2 separate regions of the Pan troglodytes genome follow, and region 2 is linked to region 1. Evidence: chromatin contacts called from public HiChIP or PLAC-seq data. All regions are on one chromosome and are shown on one strand. The core of a region is the stretch at or near the end of the contact, and the rest is flanking DNA. Distances in the headings are between cores, read along the strand shown. Region 1 holds the start of KCND3 (potassium voltage-gated channel subfamily D member 3). Region 2 holds the start of INKA2 (inka box actin regulator 2).

Region 1 (6,394 bases), core at 2,952-5,451:
GGGCCCATCGAGGTGAAATAAACTCTAATAGCAACTGAATAAAAGCTCACATGCCCAGCTGTGGGAATAAGGGATGGAACGCAATGGCAGTATGAAAGTGAGAGTACCCCAAACCCAAGGGGAGCCTTGGGGAGAATGAGGTGCCACCCTCCTGAGTTTCTCGCTGGAGCTCACTTTCAAAAGGCCTTGCTTTCAGTGGTTAAATAAGGGAGGCTGGGACCACATGGATAGTGAGGGTCCCGGGACTTACTCTTCAGCATAAAATCGGCTCCCAAGAAATGTCCCATGGGCTTCTGACATGGTCAAGCCCCTTCCTCATCTCTATCCCTAGACTTCCTCTATTCCTTCAACAGAAATCTCCCTTTTCTGGGACTTACAGAATTAACTATCTCAGCAAGGTGAACTTGACTGCCTGTGGGCTGTGGCCTGCCATTTTTATTGTTACATGCATGGGTGGGTGAGTGACTATATGTGTCTCTGTGTACAATCCGGCAGTTCTATCTTCCTCCTCAGACAGATTTCTTTGCACCTCCTGCCTGCACCACTCCTACCTTGAACAACAACAACCAACAATTATATTATACTTCCCATGTTCCAGGCACGATTCTAAGCACTTTATCTGTGTTACTTCATTTAATTTTCACAACCTTATAAAGTAGATAGTATTATTTATTGCCATTTGAGAGAGGAAGAAATCATGGCACAGAGGGATTAAGTACCTTCCACATGATCACACAGCTAATTAACAGCAGACGCAGGTTCAAACCCAGGCAGTCTCACCTCAAAGTCTGTACTTTTTACTTCTAAGGTACATAGCACCCTAAATGTAGAAAGGCTGTAACCCTCAGAGGTACAGCCCACCCCCAAAATTCTTGCCCCAGCATGGGGCAGATTGCTAAAATGGGACAGCTATAAACAGTGAGGGTGGGAGTGACCCCTAAGGACATTCTCAGGCATATGAGGCATAGCTTCAAAGAGAGAGCCTGAACAGAGCAGCCCTGGGAAACAGCCACGCAGACACACTAGCCTGGCACATCAGCAAAGAAGCAGCCGACTTTGAGCTGGGCTCCCAATTACCCTCACAGTCCACACGGTGACAAGCTTTGCAAATACCGGCCACAGCCATGAGACTAAAGAAGAATCCTCATGTGTGCACAGCTTGGAAAGGACACACACACAGAGAAAGAATAGTCATCCATAGGAGCACCGTCTTTAAATAGAAAAGATAGCCTGAAATACACCCTGAGCTCGCGGGTGCTCACACACACAGACACACACGGCCAGGGCCAGAGGAGTGACTGAACAAATGCCTCAGCTGTGCTGGTGGCAACGGGAGGAACTCTAGTGCCCTGGCAGCTCCTGACTTTCAGTTCCTATTTAAAATGTCTGAATTGGGAGCATCGACAAGCTCCCAAATTAGCTTTTTAAATAGAAGCTGAGAGTTAAAGGAAAAGCGGCCGTGTCATGGGGGAAAAGCAAGTGAAAATCCCGGCCAGGCCGGGACCAGAGGCAGAGGGGGAAGGTGAGGACAGGCAGTGCTGGAAAGATGCAATAGATGACTGGGGACTGGTGGGAGGGACAGCATCTCCTGGGCAGCAGGACTACTCCAGCTGCCCGAATCAAGGGGCCTCCTTTCTCCCCATCGCTTGCTCTCATTTTGCAGATCACCTGGTTGTAGGAAGGACTGGTAAACAAAACCCACACTGGCCTAGACTAGAAATCCCAGTCTTTCCTATTTTCCCTAGATGGTTAAGACAGAAAGGAGAGAATAGTCTACAGCTACCACACTTAAGCAATGAGTTACGAGCTTATGAGGAATGAGGGGGCAGGTGTCTGGACCAGTGTCTGGTCTTCAAACGGAGCTTACGAGTCTCAGGAGGCCACAACTGTCCCATTAGTTGACTTTCTGAGGAGAAATGATGTGCCCAACTGTCTCCTGAAGCCTCCAAACACTGAGGGGGGCACTCAACCCCTGAGCTGCCCCCAAGATGCTAAACAACAGTGAGAATGTACAGGAGTTCAAACCTGGGCAGAAATAAAATATGGGTTTCACTTTCCCGAATTGAACATGGGATGGAGTACTGAAGGAAAGTGCCCCTGCCTCCTGAGTAGTGACCACCCAGGACCTGAGGCACTTTCTCCCAGGGGTCAGAGCAACTGAGGAGTGCAGTTGCCAGAAAATTAGCCCTTCCCCAGAGGAAAGGGAGGAGGGAGGTGGGAGCAGCGCCAGGGCCTTCCCCGAATTCTTCCCCTGTCTGCCAGGGAGTGGCAGTGTTGTTAATCATTATTACTGTATGCAAATCCCACACAGCTCCGGGACTCCTGGCAAACGCTAATGGAGCCCACGCCCACCTCCTGAAGGGCCAATTGTGTACCTTTCAAACTGACAGACTGAAGGGGGCTCCGGAAAAAGTAAGAGTGAGTGAATGAGGGACTCCAAGGTGCCAGGGGCCCACAAGGGCCCAGACCACAATTACCGACTTCCACTCCTTCATCTGGAAGAGGGCTAGGGGTTCTCACAAGCCAGAAGCCCCGTTCCGGATTCAGGGAGGTCCTTTTCCAGCCCTGGGTCTACAATTGTCCTAGGGTCTTGAACACCCTCGCAGTCTAGAACACCCCAGAGGTCACAACGCACTTTGCATTTCTCTGCCTCGGCACCCACCTCTCCACACCCAGAAATGTGATCTCTCAAGCCAAGCGTTCCCCGTCCCTGCTGGGGCACGGAGCTGCCTCGCTTCCGGAGCGCCAGGCCGAGATCCAGGATTCCGGGCACCGAGGCTGGAGACACCGGGAAAGCCGGAGCCGCGGGTCCGCCCAGCGGCGGGGACTGCGCCCTTTGCGCGCCGCCGCCCTGAGGGTGGGAATCTGGGCCGGACACCTGGCCCTGTGGGCACATGCTGACCTTCCCACTCCCCATCCTGGGTAGACGAGGCACGGAGCAGTGGGGACCCATGGGCTTCAGGGAGGGACTGAGGGGCTGGGCGGGCTCCAGTTGTAAGGGGACCGGCTCGGGTGAGAGTTCACGCTCCCAAGTCCAGACTCCCGGTCTGGGTGGTGGGTAGACGTGGCGGGAGAGGAGGGCGAATCTCGACCTTCCGATGGTGCCTTCGCCCTCCGAGAGGAGAGCGGCTCATACGTGGGGTTAGAGGCAGTGTGTCCCCCGGGTACCTCTTCAGCCTCTGCACTCGGAGCTGAGAGCCGGGGGCCAGCCGCAAAGATTGCGCGGTAGGGGGCCCCACCTTGCCAGGTCGCCGGGCTTGGTCTCAAGCAGGTGCTGCTGCCCTGTGGACAGTCAGCGAGAAATAGACACACAGCTAGGTGCACACATACCCCACGCGCGCACACGCCGGCCCTCCCTGCCACCTCTCCGTGGGTCCCCAGCCACACACGCCCCCGAACTTACGCTCACGCCGTACTCCCTGCTCCTCCCCCACCCCCAAACCCAGCTCACCTTGCCACGCTCACCCCCGTGCCCACCCTCGCTGGCACACGCGCTCACACCCGCGTCGGTACACTCCGCCACCTCCAGGCACACCCTAGGATTCCTCCACTCGCCCGGGGAGACGCACTAGGCTCTGCCTCGTCTCCCCACCCCCCTCTCACGCGCGCGCCCCTCTCCACACACACAGACACACACACACGCACTCACACTCATACACACCCTCGCGCGCGGAGTCACTCCCCCTCGCACGCCCTCGCCCTGGGCACCCTCCCGCGGCGAGACTCCGGGTCCTCCTCCTCTCTTCCTCCGCTGCCTGGCGGCTCGGCGCTCTCCGGCCCGGCCTGGGGCCGCTGGGCCCGCGAGGATCGGAAGGGAGCCGAGGGCGCAGCCTTGCCGCCTCCCCCGGACTCTCCTCTCCTCCCCGCCCCGCCTGCGCCGCGCCCCCACCACCTCCCCCCTCGGGAAAGGGACCTCGGGAGAGGCAGCCCGTGGCCGGCCGGGCTCCGCTCGGCGCGGCGCCGGCAGCGGCGGGGGCAGGGAGAGAGCGAGGGAGCCCGCGAGCCCGCGAGCGGAGCGGCGAGGCGGGGAGGGAACGCGCTGCCGAGCCGGGGCTGGAGCGGCGGAGGCTGCGGCAGCGGCGGCGGCGGCAGTGGCGGCGGCGGCAGTGGCGGCGGCAGCGGCGGCGGCGGCGGCAGCGGCGGCGGGGGAGGGAGGGCCCCACGGACGGACGGACGCACGAACCGACCGAGCGAGGGAGGCAGCGAGCGAGACTGCGCTGGCGAGGAGGAGCCGCGCGAGCGGCGGCTGCTGGGCGCTTCCCCGCGCTGCTGGGCGCTCGGCGCCTCCGCGGCCCCGGCTCCCGGCCGCAGCTTCCTCGCGCGCGCGGGGCGCCGGGCGCGGGGCCCGGGCTGGCTTCGCGGAAGGTAAGAGGGACGCGACCGAGCCTTCTGGAGCCAGGAAGTGCGAGGAGCGCTGCTCCCACGCCTGTTGCTCCGGCTGCCCACGCGGCACCCTCCCACTCCCGCGCCCGGGTGGGTGGGCGCTGGGGCGCCGGAAGGATTGGGGGTGGGGCCCGTGCCGTGGGGGAGCAGACAGCCGGCCCGGGGGCGTCGGTTCCCTCGGGCTGTGGAGCCACCTCCGGGCAGCCAGGCGCTGGGGTTCGGGGGTGGGGTGTGAACCTCTGCCCTCTTTCCATTGGCCTGTCTTCCCTCGGCGGGTGCCAGAGACAGGTGGCGAAGGCTTGCTCCGTCCCCGCTCTTGGTGAGGGGACAAGGAGAGAAATGGCTGAAAGTGGAAACCTGGAGCGGTTTGGGGCGCTTCGCAAAGTTCTCCAGCCCGGCGAGCCGGCGGTGTGTCTACCAGAGGCTGGGGGCCAGTCCCTCTGGTCCTGCCCGACGCCACTTCCACCCCGCGAGCTCTGGGAAAGGTCTCTACGTGACGCCAAGGGCCGTCGCGGCCCCGGGGAGAGGGATCGAAAGACTCACTCTGCGAGGTGTTTACACTGGAGGTGGGGGACGGGAAGGGACTGGGCAAAGTTACCTGGACTCAACTAAATTCCTGCGCTTGCTTAGTGTTGACATTTGAATAGGATCCAAGATGTTCTGCTTTTATCCCGGGCAGCCCTGATATGTCAGCAACAGGCTGAGGTTCCAGACCTGAAATCGCACTGCAAGAAAAAGGGTCCGTATTTCTTAAGAGAGAGCGTCTGAACTTTCTCGGGGTCCTAGGCACAATGCGATCTGTTTGTAAGACCAGGCATGCGTTGCTGTATTTTGCATGAATGTACGTGATGGTCAAATGTATGCCTTGTTTACCTTACTTCGAGGGAGCCTGTATGTTTACTGTCTGTAGAAAGGGCTCCTGGGTGTCCACGAATTCAATACAAAGCATGTGTACATTTCCCCATGTGGACCTGTTGGCACACAGGAAGGGAACTGATGTGTTTATTTTTTCCTCGTCTCTACTTGAATGCAACAAAATGCAAGTATACAAGGGGCCCCCCAGAGAAAGAGGTTAGTAGCTTGTTCCCTTTTGCTCTTGAGGAGGCTGGAGAAAAAGAGTTCAGGAAAGTGCCCTGGCTAGCATAGGAGTGGCACCGTTGGAGAAGAGGATCTGTGCGTGTGTCCCAAGCCTGTCCCCCAAGGATCCCCAGCTTGGTTCACCTTGTCAGTTTCATGCTTTGCCTACCAAAATCCTGTGAACACAGGAGAAGCCCTCTGGGTCATGGGCACCTTCCTCTGCCCCCAGACCAGCCCCATTCTGAGCTAGGGGATGTGATGTGAGATTGTGGAAAGTAAGTTTCCAGAGGCTCTCCACTGAGGTCATTGAAGGACAGACCTTGGTGACATGACTTTTTTTGCTGCCTTATGCCTGTACTCAGCTAGGTGTCAAACCCCAGGACAAGCTGTCTGGTCACTCCACCCCCTTTTGGCCTTTTACCTCCAAAATAGAAGCTGTTTAATGGAGTAACTGACTTTTTACAGCAGGGGAAAATGTTTTCCTTTGCCAGGATTTGTCACCTTTTTCATTTCAGAGCTTACCTGTTTTGAATGTCTCTTTTCCAGCCTCCCCTCACCCCCTATCTTTCCCACTGTCAAACTCTTCTGCCAAAAACAAAAATAGCTTCAGATTTTTCATTTGTAAGGCGTCCACGTCCTAGTAAAACCTTGGCATTTGAGGCATGTGCAGTGCCATTGGCTGGAAATGGGGCCGCACTGTTGTGCCTCTTGCAGGAATTCATACCCAGGCCAGCTCCGGAAGGTGTTGGCTCCTGTCAGGGGGCGAATGCTGCTGTGTGAGCCGTGGAGAAGGCCTACTTGAGTGGGTCATTCCTGCAGTGTTGTGGGGTGGGTATGGCCAGTGTGGCCTTGGATATAGTATCTGGTGGGACACTTGTCCTCCCCTTTCACCTCCCAACCCCCACACACAGAGAAAGTAACAATGGGGTAATTG
Region 2 (6,626 bases), core at 633-3,132, 230 kb after region 1:
CTTCCCAGGTGATGAACATGGATATCTGGGTTAAAAACCACTGTTGAAGATTCATCATCAGATATACCAATGCCTGAGAACTTGAAATACAGTCTGCCATAACAACTAAACTACCAAGTAAGGCTATGAGAATCACATCTAATTCATCTTTGAATCCCCAATGCCTGGCACACTGTTTATACGTAATACGGACTCAACAAATCTTTGTTGGAGAAATGATCCCCAAACTCAAATTTCCTGCTAATTTGGGTAAGGCAATCTTAGAAACACTCTAAGACAACCTGGAAGATGGGAGATCAATATGATACATTTACAGAGCTTTAAGAACCACCTGCATACCGGCTGTGGTGGCTCATGCCTGTAATCCCAGTACTTTGGGAGGCAAAGGTGGGAGGATTGCTTGAACCCAGGAGTTCAAGGCTGGTCTGTGCAACACTGGAGACCCCATCTCTACAAAAAATACAAGAACTAGCCAGGTGTGGTGGCACACACCTGTAGTCCCAAATACTTAGGAAGATGGGTGGGAGGATCACTGGAGCCCAGAAGTTCAAGGTTGCAGTAAGCAATGATCCGCCACTGCACTCCAGCCTAGGTGACAAAGCGACACCGTCTCAAAAAAAAAAAACAAACTCTGCAGTTACCAACAATAGCCAGAGCACTACATTACCATGAATCAAGTCAAATGTTAAGTCTCACATTAATCTAGTCAGTAAGTAAAAGAAGAATCCCTGTCTGTATTACCAAGTAGTGACAAAATTGACATATATGGTAGCTTTATTCTATTTAAATAAGGTACGCATAGAAAATTCCAAATTTCGCCACCACCACCACTTAACTCAATCATTCATCAAATTCACTTCCAGCTCTGAGGAGCTACTGGTATTTCATCTGACCTGTGGTGAAGTCCACAAAACACATCCTCCTCTGGTCCTCTCAGCTAACTCACCTGGGTACTTAAGTTTTCAAGAACAAGAGAGTCCAAAGCTATGGTGGAGAACACACAGGTTTTCCCGGTGCCAGATTTAGCTTGAACAATTAAATCTGCGAAGGAAAAAAACAATTATCACTAGCCAGTACTCACTGAAGCAACTTAGGGGCTAACATGGAATCAGAGAACTAGAAGGGTCTCCTGAGATTCCCCTAGTTGGCACCTTCATTTTTAGTTGATTCTCAAAAACGTATGAGAACACGCCTAGTCCCTGAACGTTTACCGTTTATCTTCTCAAACTTAGAACCATTTGTCAGTGCTTAAAAAAAGGTCTTAACTAGCCTCAAGTTCAATAGTGCACGTTAGTTTTACAAATAAGTTAACTGAGCGTAGCGCCTAGCCCCCGGCAGGGCCCTGCTCCGGGGGCCGACCGAGGGCTCTTCCCGAGCTGCGGCGCGGGCCTGGCCGCCGCCGCCCGTCGGTCCCCCTTCTCCCACCCCACCCCCCGACCTATCCCGGGCCCCCGCTCTCACCGAGCCCGCAGCGCCCCAGAGGGATGGCCTTGAGCTGCACCGGCGAGGGCCTCTCGAAGCCGGCCGCCCGCAGCCCCTCCAGCACCGGCCGCGAAAGCAGCAGTGACTCGAAGTCGGCCGGCTCCGCCAACAGCACATCCCCCGTGCGGGTCCGCGGGCTGCTGAGATCCTGAGCGGTCCGCAGGATCCTCACAGGCCCGGGTGTTGGCTCTGGGGCCGGGACCTCCACGGCCACATGCTCAGCCGGCATAGCACTCGCCACTGCCGCTAAGGCTCCCGAGGCTTCAAATGCCGCCGCCATGGTAGCCGCGCCGTCAGATCTCGCGATGCTTAAGGGGAGGCGGGGATCCTGGGAGCGAGAAGAAGAAAAACTTTATTGGCAGTTTTCCCGCGAAGACACTAACACGCCCGGCCTGGAAGTGGAAGAAAGGGACGGGAGTCGGAGGCTGAGAGACTGCCCAGACACACAAAAAATGTGGCCTGAGGAAAGCCCCAAGAGGGAGGAGAGGAAAGATGAGGCAACTGGTGAGTCGCTGCCTGTGGCCTGCAGAGGGCGCCGCGGGCCTGCGGTGGGGGCACCGCCCCGCCTCTCGGCCCTCTTCTGGGCGGAGCCGCCCAGCCGTGCCCCCGGCGCCACCGCCCTCTCGTCGTTCTTTGTGATGCGCCCGGTGCGTCACGCCCCCGTCTCGTGCTGCCGTTTTCCGTTCCGCTGGCCTGTCTCGCTTCGCGGCCACCTCTTCCCCAACGCTACCCGCTCCGTACCCTGACTCGCTGCTCCTCTGTGCTGGCAGAGAGCGCGCAGAACGTAGCCGGACCCAAGGGTTTATTTACCACATTGGCTGGTGTGTCCGTCTGCTGTGCAACCACATTTATCTCCGGTGAGATAAACCCCATTTATCTCCTAGCAAGTCCCTGGCGCACAGTGAGCTCTGATAAAAGTACGTTGAATTGGAACCTGGAACTGGACTAACAGCTCCCAAGTTCGTATCTCCGCCTCAGATCTCCCTTTAAACTCTAGACGTGTGCATCCATCTGCCTCCATGCATCTGCCTCCATGCATCCGCCTCCGCAGCACCTCCCTTGGGATGCCTAATAGACTCTCAAATGTTACATGCCTTCTGTATTGCTCCTTCCCCCATCATTTCATGCGTAGGCAGCTAGCAGTCTCTGCCACTTTTCCTTGCTGTGGTCTTCTGCTCAAATATCAGCTTTTCAAAGAGCTCTTCCTTTTCAAAGAGGTCTTGAACACCCTAAGACAGCTCTGTCATCCTCTCTGCTCCCTGGCCTTTCCCAGCACTCTCTTCTTTTGTTTTGCTTTATTTTTTCTTTATGATACTTATACCTACCTGAAATTATATGTCTACTGCCTGTCTCCCACACTCTATGAGGACAAGAACCTATTCTGTCTTGTTCTCCTCTGCATCCCTAGTGGGAAAAACAATCTGACACATAGGAAATGTTCAATATTTATCAAATGATTGAGCTCCTATAACAAACTCTTAGTCATCATGCCAAATTTAAATATTTCTGGACCTCAGCCATATTCATAATTCCAAATTTAGTTGTGTGGGGTGGCTCGCACCTGTGATTCCAGCTTCTTGGGAGGCTGAGGCGGGAGGATTGCTTGAGGCCAGGAGTTGCCAGCCTGGGCAACATGCAGAAACCCTGTCTCAAATTCTTAAAAAGTAAACAAATTTTTAAAAATACAAAGAATACCAAACTTAAATATATTCTGCAACCAAGCCCAACTTTGTCCATAGATTATAATGCTGGTCATTGTCCCTACCCCCTTGACACACACACAGTGATGGTCTAGATTCCATATGATATAGGAGGGGCTTTGACATGGTAATCCCATTGGAAGGTGGTCCTGAAGGTTTATTTTGCCTGGAAATTTACAAAACATTGAGAAAATGTCAACTATCCGTTTGAAGGAATGGAGACTGATGGAGGAGATGGCACTAAAGGTCCCAGCCTTCCTCTTACTGCCCTCACCTCTTTTATCTGCCTAATCCCCAGACCACAAACCTGGGAATTATTCTTGACTCCTTCGCCACTTTCTAACAATTTACCAAGCACAAGTAATTTGGCCTCCAAATATTTCACCCATTCTTCTTCAGTCTCCATAGAATCTGCCCTATATTTTAGATCCCTTTATCATCCTAACTCGCAAAAACCTCCTGAATGGTTTCTCTGGCCAGAGTTTCTTCTCTATCCCAGCCATGTACCCCACAGGTGCTAGAGTGATCTTTCTTAAGTGGATATCTTAAGCTGTTGGGGTCCAGCTCCAGATACTGCTCCTTTTGATACCCTTTTTTATTCCCCACCCCAGGGTCCCACATCACACTATAAATAATTCTAGTCTGGCTCTTATGTTGTATTTGCTTGGTTACTTGTATGTGCCTCACATTAAATAAACTGTGAGCTTCTCAAGGACAGTAATTTTGTCATCCTAGGCCCTCCAGGCCAGCACCAAGCACCTGGTAGACCCAATAAACATTGAATGGCTGACACCTTCTTGCTCAAAAATCTCTTCTGGGTCTCCATGCACATAGCAGCGGTTCTGTAGAACTCACACCAATCACTGCTGAAGAACCACAGGATTATCCCAAGAAAAGCAAAAAGACTACATTTCCAGAAAACATTTATAGTTTTATAGGCATTCTGTTACTGCATTTGTTGTTTTTGATGTTTTACAGACACAAATATTGCAGTAATGTTATTGGGAACCATGGTGAATAACACAAATTTTTTTTCTCACTAGTCAAAAGTTATAACAGTGTTGTTGACCATAATTTTTAGTGCTATAAAGATCTCTTGCCCAAAAGCAAGAAATCATTTAATAACTAGGTAAGGAGCATAACACATACAGAAATGGGCTTGATTGTGTCTGTCTCCCAGCCTCCCCCGGGATAAATAACAGTGGGATCCCTGTCTCTTCTCTGGCAGAGCAGCCCATCTACCTCCTCCAACCAGACCCAACTAGCCCAGATGCTTAATTCTCCATGACTTGTAACACCTCAATACCTTTGTATTTGCTGTTCCATCTACCTGGAGAGCCTTTCCAGGGAGCTAGAGGAGGGAGAGATTCCTATGAACTGAAAAGGTGAGAGTGACACTTAGAATGGGTGTTAAGATTCAAATGATCTCATCCAATCATTTTGCACTGGAGGCTTTTGAACCCAGAGGAAAAGAAAACAGGCCAGGCGCGGTGGCTCACGCCTGTGATCCCAGCACTTTGGGAGGCCGAGGTGGGCGGATCACAAGGTCAGGAGATCAAGACCATCCTGGCTAACATGGTGAAACCCCGTCTCTACTAGAAAAAAAATACAAAAAGTTAGCCGGGCGTGGTGGTGGGCGCCTGTAGTCCCAGCTACTCGGTAGGCTGAGGCAGGAGAATGGCGTGAACCCGGGAAGCGGAGCTTGCAGTGAGCCGAGATCACACCACTGCACTCTAGCCTGGGCAACAGAGCGAGACTCCGTCTCAAAAGAAAAAGAAAACAGTATAAAGGAAGGCATACTGTAAGGTGGCCCACCCTGGGTGTGAGGATCGGTGGGGGAATGTGGAAAGAAGGGAAGAAAACTTAAGATTTTAAAGCCACTTTTTCTCATTTGACCCTCAAAGCAACACAAGGTAGGCAATATTATTATTTGCATTCCATCTACAAAACATCTCTAATCATTCAACAAAAATTTTCTGAACACCTAGTATAAACCAGCCAAGTGCTAGAGATACAAAAATGGAACAAAGTAAACAGAGCCTCTGCACTTGGGGAGACAGATGCACACAAACAGGTGGCCTCATTTGCTGTATAAAGTGCAGGGTGCTACTGAAGTCAAGGAGGTAACCAGATGTGGGGAGCCAAGAAAGACTTAGCCATCAAGATTAGGTTTGATTGAAAGTAAGGCCCCAAAATAGGAGCTTACCTCCCCAAGATAGAAGTTCATTTTGCCCTTGTAGAGAATTCTGGAAGCAGGACTGATAAACAGCCCTGATCCACAAAGATCCCAATCACCCAGGCTTCTGCCTTGGTCCCCAAACAGTTGCTGTAGTTCCAGTCATCACGTTTGCATTGCAGCCAGCAGGAAGGAGGAAGACTCAAAATAGAAAGTAGAAATGGTAATGGTCATCATGCCAGCAGTCCTTTTAAGAAATGTTCTCAAAAGCTGCCACACTATCTGGCATTTCTTGGAAAGAACTTAGCCATAAAGTTATACCTTCTTGCAAAAAAAAAAAAAAAAATCTGGGAAATGTCATTTTTCTGGACAATCACGTGCCCAGCTGTACACTGATTTGAGAGGAGGTCCATTACTATAGAGGAAGGGGGAAAGGACATTGGAGGCAACTAACAGTCTCTGCCACATCTTCCTAGCATTAGTGAGAGCTACAGTAAGTCTGAAAAATGAATCAAAGTTGGCCTTGTGACAGAGGAGGGGAAAACGGAGGTCTGGAGGTGAGGACCACCATAGCACATTCCAAAAGAGCTTAGAATGCAAATGGGACAGTAAGCTTTGATGAGCAGGAGAGTGAAGTGTAGGCCAGGTTGGTGTCTGGACTTTATCCTAAAAGCCTTCTACGTGTCAGATGCCGAAGGAGATGCTGCCCTCAAGTAACTCCTCAGAAGAAGATTAGTAATCTGCTCAAAGTCACAGAGCTCATAATTGGGATTGGAACTCAGATCTATTTGACAGCAAAGTCTAGGCTCTTTCTATCCTCTGTCCTAAAAGAGTTGACAGCCCAGCTGGGGAAATGATCAAGCATGAAATATGCAAGTAGCACAAGCTGGTGTAAAATCATATGCAGTACTGACATTTTTTCAGGGCCTTAGTTGTTCAAAGTGTGGCTGTCGTGGGAGAGAGTGAGAACTCCTGAGAAATTGAGGAAAACAGCTTTTGGTATTCAAAGAGCAATAGCTTTCTTCTCTATGTCCTTCTCCTCCACACCCCAAATCAAAGTTGCTTCAAGTATGTATGGAAGTATGAGAGAACAACTGCACATACAAGATCATTGTTTACCTAATTCCTGGAGTCCAGCACTTCTGCCAAGACAGCAGCACCAGGAGACAAAGCTCAAGTCCTGTGAAGCAGTGGGGGCTGATACCCTGAGCTTATCCTGAATAAGGCGTTCATCAGGCAGTGGGAGTGGAAAGAGAGCTCACCAGGCA

What was found. HiChIP or PLAC-seq counts read pairs in DNA pulled down with a chosen protein or histone mark.
Region 2: an H3K4me3 HiChIP or PLAC-seq map of stem cell-derived excitatory neurons shows a contact between it and region 1, with 4 times the contacts expected there. The contact joins the promoter of INKA2 here to the promoter of KCND3 in region 1. A contact is called at or near these places in 1 of 7 Hi-C or Micro-C datasets (stem cell-derived neural progenitor cells) and 1 of 1 datasets of contacts at active chromatin or transcription factors (stem cell-derived excitatory neurons).

What each region holds. Positions count from the first base shown.
Region 1 is chr1:119,192,146-119,198,539 of NHGRI_mPanTro3-v2.0_pri, forward strand. It overlaps KCND3 (potassium voltage-gated channel subfamily D member 3), which reads left to right and starts at 4,202. Exons shown (of 7, transcript XM_054685643.2): 1 at 4,202-4,365. It overlaps LOC129138661 (skin secretory protein xP2-like), which reads right to left and starts at 5,700. Exons shown (of 3, transcript XM_054676470.2): 1 at 5,630-5,700; 2 at 3,662-4,943; 3 at 2,959-3,282. The coding sequence starts at 5,700. The coding sequence ends at 2,959.
Region 2 is chr1:119,427,698-119,434,323 of NHGRI_mPanTro3-v2.0_pri, forward strand. INKA2 (inka box actin regulator 2) reads left to right here and starts at 1,883. Exons shown (of 2, transcript XM_054685651.2): 1 at 1,883-1,986. The coding sequence starts at 1,975. DDX20 (DEAD-box helicase 20) reads right to left here and starts at 2,107. Exons shown (of 11, transcript XM_016925673.4): 1 at 1,462-2,107; 2 at 947-1,041. The coding sequence starts at 1,762.